Regions from separate parts of the Sorghum bicolor genome. Here region 1 is linked to region 2. The links are chromatin contacts, called in public HiCAR-type maps. All regions are on one chromosome and are shown on one strand. The core of a region is the stretch at or near the end of the contact, and the rest is flanking DNA. Distances in the headings are between cores, read along the strand shown. Region 1 holds the start of LOC8055326 (transcriptional regulator SUPERMAN). Region 2 holds the start of LOC110434327 (bet1-like SNARE 1-1).

The links. HiCAR-type assays count read pairs that join an accessible place to other places.
Region 1: a contact with region 2 is called in a HiCAR-type map of leaf, with 3 times the contacts expected there. The contact joins the promoter of LOC8055326 here to the promoter of LOC110434327 in region 2. A contact is called at or near these places in 1 of 4 Hi-C or Micro-C datasets (leaf) and 1 of 1 datasets of contacts at active chromatin or transcription factors (leaf).

What each region holds. Positions count from the first base shown.
Region 1 is chr4:67,816,273-67,820,653 of Sorghum_bicolor_NCBIv3, forward strand. It overlaps LOC8055326 (transcriptional regulator SUPERMAN), which reads right to left and starts at 2,066. Exons shown (of 1, transcript XM_002454753.1): 1 at 1,485-2,066. The coding sequence starts at 2,066. The coding sequence ends at 1,485. It overlaps LOC8055327 (calmodulin-binding receptor-like cytoplasmic kinase 2), which reads right to left. Exons shown (of 4, transcript XM_002454754.2): 4 at 4,173-4,381. The coding sequence ends at 4,366.
Region 2 is chr4:67,782,269-67,786,647 of Sorghum_bicolor_NCBIv3, forward strand. LOC110434327 (bet1-like SNARE 1-1) reads left to right here and starts at 1,291. Exons shown (of 6, transcript XM_021458177.1): 1 at 1,291-1,434; 2 at 1,574-1,623; 3 at 3,099-3,243; 4 at 4,129-4,185; 5 at 4,278-4,337. The coding sequence starts at 1,610. LOC8055325 (deoxyhypusine hydroxylase-B) reads right to left here and starts at 1,182. Exons shown (of 7, transcript XM_002454752.2): 1 at 884-1,182; 2 at 1-80. The coding sequence starts at 1,040.

The DNA of each region.
Region 1 (4,381 bases), core at 816-3,315, 35 kb after region 2:
AATCAGTAGGTTCAACAACCTTTTCCAGAGAACTAGTACAACATCTTTGAATGTTTGAAACTAACATACAAACTCTGCTATTTTATAAATCCACTTGAATGGCCAAAAAAGGTCCCCAGATCCTCTGAAATCGGACGTTTGTCAGCATGTAAGGATATGATATAAATCTTGGCTGAACTACTGATGAGCTCATGTCATATATATAGTATATGTGGATGTCTGTCCCTTCCTGAATTTGAATGGTTTGAGGTGATGTAGAACTTTTTGTCAGGGACAATATTTGATCAGTTGGTTAAAAGATCGAACATGTCATCAACTCATCATCGGGGAAAAGAAATCTTGGCTACTGTGACACTATATTTGTGATCAGAATTGCAGCTTCAGATGGATCATCATAATTAACTGGATGCATGGGGGGTATATTGTCTGCTTCATGGCTAAATTATAAAAAATAATACATATAATATATGAATTGTGAATAAAATTCTTATAGATGAAGCAGTTCCTCTATGCTCTGAATCTCTGAACCAGATTGTTCAGAGTCAGTTTAAATACTCTAAACTATCCTAGATTAAAAATGTGTGACACCATACTGCTAGTAGATTTCATAAACAATCCCCTCATAATACATGCTTGTCATCGATCAGTTAATGCATAAGTAGCAAGAACATGCTTATGAACATTGAGCACTGAAAATGAGCCTTTAATTTGCTTTCCCTTTAATTTACAGGAAGAAAAACAATGAAAATAGTTGTTTTAAACTTATTTTTTCTTAGGGTGTATGGGTGGAGATCTAGCCTTTGTATCAATAATAAATAGAATGTGCATGGTTTTGTGCTTTATGTCAAGTTCTTTTTTAAAACTCGGTATCATCTCAATGTGATATCTTGAAAAGTTAATAAAAGAACTTCCTTTATGAAAAAAAAGGTTTTAGAATATAACTATCGCTAATTTTCAGGAACTTGTGTATTCCCTAATGTATTCCAGTTAGTCATGAAAACTAGCAGAAAATTTCAGATATGCAGGTCGATCATTTTTCACTGAAACACAAGAATATCATTTATTTCTGCGGTCATGAAACATGAGAAATAAATCCAAACAAACAACGGCCTGAAGAATTAGCAGGAAAGAGCTTATTAGTTCAGAAGCGCCGACTAATTAATCTTCAGTATTGATACGTATCGTGAATGCATGTATTAGCAAAACTAATAAAAATTTCCTATGGATCAATGCAAATTGCTCATTTTAAAGCATGCATTCACAAATCCTGCCAAGAAATCGTCTGTGGTTCTTTCTATAATTATTAATCCCTTAACTGATGGATCAAAAATCACTCCAAGTAATCACTAAGCACCGAGAGGAAGTTAGATATATAGCTTAATTAGCGAGAAAGAAATGGCTGTAATATAAGAGAACCACGCGCACATATATATATATATACATACACTGAAAGCACATGGAGCTGAATACTCGATCTCGTGAGGTCATGATCCTGCACTTCCAAGCCTGAGCTCCAAGTCCAGCTCCTCCCCTCCATCCCCTTCCTCGGCGATGGCGAAGTAGCCATCTTCTCGTACATCTCCGGCGGCCGCGCCACTGCCACGGCCGGCAGAACAGCAGTCACCGCGGCCGAACAGAGGCAGCAGCTCGTGCGGCTTCCGTTGGGCGTGCAACGCGCCGGCCGCCGGCCGAGTCGTCGTCGTAGCCTGTTGGGCGAACGCCAGAACGGGCGTCGTCGACGTCGTCATCGTCGAGCATGGCTGCTGGTCGTAGTCGTAGACACTGGCGGCGCCGGCGGACACTGCTGCTGGTCTGCCCCTGTGCCGACGGTGGACGTTCATGTGGCCGCCGAGCGCCTGCGCCGTCGGGAACCCCCTCCTGCAGAAGGTGCACTTGTACGGCTGCCTTGTTCCCTCGTCGTCATCGCCGCCACCGCCGCCGATGGCGCGCTGCTGCTGCTTCGGCAGATCCTTGTTGTCGTCGGCCTCGCAGCTCGGGGACGACGCCGATGGCGACGCCCGTGCACCTGCACCCTCGTCGTCCTTCCTCTCTGGCCCCAACTCCATGTGCTTTATTAATTTGTGATGATCAGTTGTCAGAGTAGAGTCCGGAGAGCAAGGTATAGGGTTTAGCTAGCTAGGCTTGGTAATAATCTCTGAGGCTGCTACCTCGCTCGCTCTGCCGTCGTACGTGGAGACGACGACATGAGCAAGCAGAACGAAGCTACTTGTTGCTGCTAATTGGGGCCGGCCGGCCGAGGATCTAGTCTATCTGGTTCTCTGGTCATCAGATGCGAATGCGATGCAAATAGCTTAGCGCATATGATATGATATGGTCAAACACGACAAAGAAACGCAAGACGGTGAGTATGATAATGGGGAGCTTAGTGTACATTGATGTGTGTGTTACTCTTGTTAAATGCTTCTTCTCGTCGTTCTGCCGGCCTCAAGCCCTAAACTGTTGTTGTTCATTTTTTTTTCTTTTGCAGTGAATTCAAGGTTTTTTTTTTATTTTGCAAAGAAAAAAAATGGACTTGTTTATATTATAGTGAAATCAAGTTGTTCGGCTTGGCCTGCAGCTGGACTTGTTCTGAAACCAGCTCTTTGGTAAGATTGCGCTTGGATTTTATGGCTTGGGCGTTGTTTAGTTCCCTAAATATTTTGTAAAATTTTTCAGATTTCTCGTCACATCGAATCTTTAGACGTATGCATGAAGTATTAAATATAGATGAAAATAAAAACTAATTGCACAGTTTGGTCGGAATTGACGAGACGAATCTTTTGAGCCTAGTTAGTCCATAATTGGACAATATTTATCAAATACAAACAAAAGTGGTACTATTCTTATTTTGCAAAAAAAAATTTAAGTAAACAAGGCCTCGGAGAAAAGTGCTTCGCCTTATGGCTTGACTTGTCTGCCCATGCATACGGCCCACTCTTAATACAGGCCTGCTACAGCCCGACCCGTTTATAGCTCAGTTGTGGGCTGGTGGCATGCCCATTATATATACTGGCACTCATCCTATTTGCAATAACAATTATTGATGTGGAATTTTAAGATAAGAAGAAAGCAAACTTTAGCATACCACAACTACAGATTGATTTTATCACTGTCGCTACTTTCACTGTCGTAACGATAGACTTGTACCACCGACGGTGGTATCGAGGATGCATTTGCTCTGCCACCTCGTGCAACATCATTGACTCGCCCAAGGTCAAGTAAATACTTGGTAGATGAACGCTGTGGGTGCTATATATGGAAGCCACTGCCGCCGGCCACCTTTGGCCCCGGCCTCTAGCCCTCCGTTTTTGGATAAATTCTCAGTCTAACGATGTGATCTAGCCAATTACACGTTTTATAAAAAAAACCACGAATTGGCCAATTACGCATTATATATTCTAGTGTGCTAGGGCAAAATTTGTCTATTTATTTCTGCCGTTTCAAAAAAGGGGGGGGGGGGGGGGGGGGGGGCTAAAACCTGCTCGAGAAAAAAAAAATCGGCTGTTTCCATCTGCGTCCTGATCGAAGATTACTTTTGGCATTCACAAATGTTGGAACGATGAGCCAGATAGAAATTCTAGTGGTTCTCTGAGGCTTGATTTGAAGAGATAGAGAGAGATACCGAGAGGACAGAACAGTTTCAGTTTCCTGCTATGCTGCTGGGGATGCTAAAGCCATGCTATTCTTTTCTCAGAGGCGCCAGTTGGGAAAAATTCTGCAACTCTGCAAGGGCCTTGTTTAGTTCCGAAATTATTTCGGATTTTGGTACTGTAGCACTTTCGTTTTTATTTGACAAATATTATCTAATTATGGACTAACTAGACTCAAAAGATTCATCTCGTGATTTACAGTCAAACTGTGTGATTAGTTTTTGTTTTTGTGTATATTTAATGCTTCATGCATGTGCCGCAAGATTCGATGTGACAGGGAATATTGAAAACTTTTTGAATTTCGGGGTGAACTAAACAAGGCCAAGGTGCTTGGATGTTCATCATCTGCATCTGTTCTACTATTGTTGAATGCAAATTTTGAGGTACAGGTGTTGAATGCAAATTGTTGCTCAATCTGTTTGTTTGGCTGATAAGCCAGGCTGAAAAGCATTGTGTACCATACTGTACCAAACATGTTATGTGTGCATTTTCTGAACTGATGCCTGAAGAGCAGAGCGTCCAAGCACACAAGAACTGTTCTAAGATTGACAGCAGTGACAATCATATGGAATCCAACGCTTAGCATCAGATGAACACAATCGTCGAGAAGGTAAAATGTGGCAAAAAAAAAAATGTTCCAGTGTAGGTACGTATATATTTACATCAAACTTAAGTGTCAGTCAAAGCAAATGAGTTAGTAGCAGGATTGGAACGATCAGATCCTCCAGAGG
Region 2 (4,379 bases), core at 41-2,540:
AGGAATAGCCTCAGCATCCTGCATTTGTCCAAGTGCAAATGCAGCCTCATGGGCAAGCAAGTTAGAAGGATCCCTTGCAGCTGAACAATTTTATAAACTATGTCAGGTTTTCTTAATCACAACCCTTTGATCTCTCAAACACTAAGTTGAAGAAATCTGAAGACGCACAGCTAGCAGTGCAAAAGTGGGTGGTTGTAAATCAGGCCCTTGATGTGTTTTTCACTTCTTCCATAACTATTCTAGTGCAGTTTTGTTTTTCAGTAGGACTAAAAAGACATTGATCGACATTAAGAGGTAGCAGTTTTGTCTGTAACGGTCACTGTTGACAGCAGAGTACAAACTAAAGCTAATAACATAATCTCACAACTATACATATCAGCAAGGGAACAAAAAAGCAGCAGGCAACAGAACTTTCAGGAAATTAACATGTACGTACTACATAGCAATAAATATCAAACAGCCTCAACCAATGAAACAATGCCGATATTTGATATAACACTCTAAATAGTAAATAACAAATATATTGGTCATATGTTCAGCAAGTCCTACGAAGGGCCTGTCGAGAACTGAAATCAATTTGATAAATAATGCAAAGAATCAAACAATGTTAAATTTCCTAGTATCATCAGTTCATCAGCTCACTAGCTCAGCACTAGTTTGGACTGTAAGGCCACAAGAATTTGGAACTAAACTGAAGTACAAAGGAAGCTTCAATCAAAGCACCCAATTAGTGAACCGCAGCACGGCATCTACTCGATTAGTTCGGGAAAGCAACAGGGACCAGAAATCTGTTGCACCGGTTGCTAAAACCAATCCACAAGCTGCTAGTCATCAACCAAGCTTTGAAGAATAGCAAAGCCGAGTCAGTGAAGCGAGGCGATACCTTGGAGGAGGGCGCGGCGCGGCGCATCCCCGCGGAGGTTGCGGAGGGAGAAGAGCGCCCGGAAGCGCTCTGCGATGGGCTGCTCCGCGTCCAACAGCCGCTCGCAGAGGAACCGCTCCATCTCCGGGGATGACTCGAACGCGGAGGTGGCCGCCATCTCACGCCGACGATTCCGTACGGTTCACACGCTCCGGCAAAGGTGATCAGTGGTCACTGGCGGCGGCGGCGGCGGCGGCGAAGGAAATCCCGCGTCGGAAAGAAAAGGAGAAGAAGAGGACGAGCTCGCGTCGAGTCGACGCGGACCGTCCGATCAGAACGCGCCACGTCACCTCTCCGAATGGACGGACCACAGCGACCTATCCTTGCAGGTCCTCTCGCTGCCGGCCGGTCCCACACCCCTTTGACCCAGATCCTGGCCCACTTGGCAGTTCCACGCTACTTGTGTCGGCGAAGCGCGTAGCAGCATTCCTTCTCGACTCGTTCCCTTTTGCGGCTTCTCGCAGCGCCGCGAATCCCAAATCAGAGCCGATCCGACGCGAATCGATCGAGAGGTGAGCTCGCTCGATTCCCCCGCAGATCGCCGCACTCACCCATCCCTCTCCGGAATTTTTCCCTCTGCTTTTTCGTGCTCTTGGCGCCCTCTTCGGCGATTTGTTTGTCTCTGATGGGTTTGGGGTTTTGTTCCTGCAGGCAGGAGGCAGCACGATTCGGATTGAGCCGAGCGCCATGAACCCGAGAGGGTAAGATTCTGCGCCTTTTTGTTGCTTTGAGCTTGGGATTTCGTGAGATGGTGTTCGGATTTAGGGTTGATGAGCGCGTGCGATTTGTTAGTAGGACCCAATGTGGCTGCCTCACTGGATGGATTGCATGCGATTAGTGCGATCGGTACGCTGCATTTGTTAGGGGTTAAGATGAGTGATTAGTGGTGCTTCTATCAGTTCTTCTTCTTGTTGTCCTGTAGTTATGGTTGAGGAATTCCCTCCAAAAGACAAATCGTTTGTTGTATAGGACAGTTTCGTTTCCCCAGCTCTAAGTTGGTTTAGGATCATGAATATAGGTTTATCAGACATGGAAGTTGGTTTCACATGATTATTGACTGGGCTTATTTTGCTTATCTGTCCCAAAAAGAACTTGGGACTCTACGAGCTATCATTCTAAAGCTAATGATATCTATGTTTATGCGTGCTGATATTTCTCTGCTTCAACACATTGATACTTTGCTCACTATCAGCCTTATGGTCAAAATTCTTTCTGTTAGGTCTTCTCTCTGTCCCTCTCTATCTCTGTCCCAACCTCTGTAGTCTGTAGTCATGCATAGCAATGCATCTTTACAAATAATCCAATAATGGAAGGGGATGAAAAGGATCTGCTGGAGCAATTATAGCTAAAATTAGAAAAATATAGGACACGGTGATCCTTGGCCAGCATAACAGCAGTACATGAATTTCACCCAGACGAAATGGGCAGACTCTCTATGGCAACTATGGATCTCAATTGTATTGTTAATTGGGCCTAATATGTACCACCTATGTCATTGGATTTTGCCTAATTATTGCACTTCCTTTTTTTTGTCACCTTATAGTAGTTTTCTGTTGTACCGGCATTTTAGCAGACAATGTTTTGACTTATTTCGTGATATGGGTCCAGATAACTGTGTTTGTCAGTCCATGACAGCAAGTTCCCTGTTTCCAATTCGTGGGCAATATATTTTTTTATAATTCTATTGTTATAGGTTATATCGAATATTGATTATTGTGGAGCCGACCTTTGTTAAAGTTAGAATTAGAAAACATAATTCAGAAGTATGCACCCTTTAGGGGTACATATATGTTTTTCTCAGTTTAAATGCAATTTATAGTTTGGATACCATATTTGTTCAGCTACTTTATCAAATGAATAAGGCTGTTTGTTCTTATTCATCACTGTGATACACGTGCCTAGGTCATCATGTACTTATAATCTTTGAATTTGTGAACTTGAACACATAGAAATGTTAGTCCTGGTATATTTGTGAATTCCTTCATACTTCTAATAATGTGGAATCCTATTTTTATCTGAACATCCTATGTTAACTGTTCCTTTGTGAAAAATTCATGAGCATGTGCTGATGTGGATATTCTGAACCCCTTTCACTTTGCAATTATTCTGTATGCATCCTTCGTCTATTGATTATATGCCCAACTCTTATATTGGTTATTTTATGCACTTTGTGCAGCTACCGTAGCAACAGAACTTCTCTCTTCGATGGCATTGAGGAGGGTGGAATCAGAGCAACATCCTATTCTTCCCATGAGATAGATGAGCAAGAAAATGATCGAGCTATTGATGGACTGCAGGATCGTGTCAGCATTCTCAAGCGGGTATTGTGCCACTTAAACTTCTTAATATTCTAATTCTATTGATTCTATTATGCAAATAATTGTAGATATTACTATTATCATTAGTAGTATATTTACTAGATCAAGCTGTGTTGCATAGATAAGAGATAAAATAGGTTTGTTAAAACAATAGTGTGTTCCTTTAAAAATAGTTCTTCCCTGCTGCAGCTTTAGTGCATAGTAATAGTAGTAGTTGTGTAGATAGGGGATTCTTGATTTCTTGTCAACCGTGTCCTTTCCTGGACCAGTTTAGTTTTAAATATTTGGAAGTAGTTCAGCACAGTTTTTTGGTTAAATTTTACCAAAAAGGAATCTGATTATCTGATGGGCTTACAACTAAGAATTGGTGGCTGCATTAATGCTATCTGAATATTTCATTGGCCTAACTTTTTTTTTTGAGTGTGGTATGCATATGGTAGCTAACAACTAGAATGTCTACATTAATAAGGTATGACTTTCTTTAAAAGTTAACAACTAGATGAGATATAGAAGGATTCTTATGTAATTTGGTACGCTTGAAAAGCACTGGGAGTAACCAGCAAATAGGAAGTCCTGGAGAATATCTGGACATGGGTCATGCCATGATTGTCAATCTGATTCTTTCTATCTGACATCAGTGTAGACATTCTCCAAAGTCCAAATTAATAAATATATGACGAGCAGATTAAGGTTTAGGGTGCTTTGCTCATTTTATTAATGGTATGCTAGAAAATAAATAAACATTCAAACATCCCATCCATTGACTAGTTTAAGTTTGTTGGAATTGTTCTAACTTTAGGATTCTTTCCCCATTTATCAACCTGGATAAGCTTCTAGACAACTATATATTTGTTATTAGGTACTGAAACCTCTTTTACTTTCCTGTAGTTGTCAGGTGATATCCATGAAGAGGTGGAGACTCATAACAGAATGCTAGACCGAATGGTATTTGCAATTACCCTGTTTTGGCCCCCACCCCTTTTTTTTGTAAGTTCTGAATCTGCTATCCTGCTCCCTTACCATCATGCCTGATTCAGGGGAATGATATGGATGCATCAAGGGGTTTTCTCTCTGGAACCGTGGACAAATTCAAGATGGTAAGTGACAAGAGAAACAATTACTAGCACGTAGTTCATCTG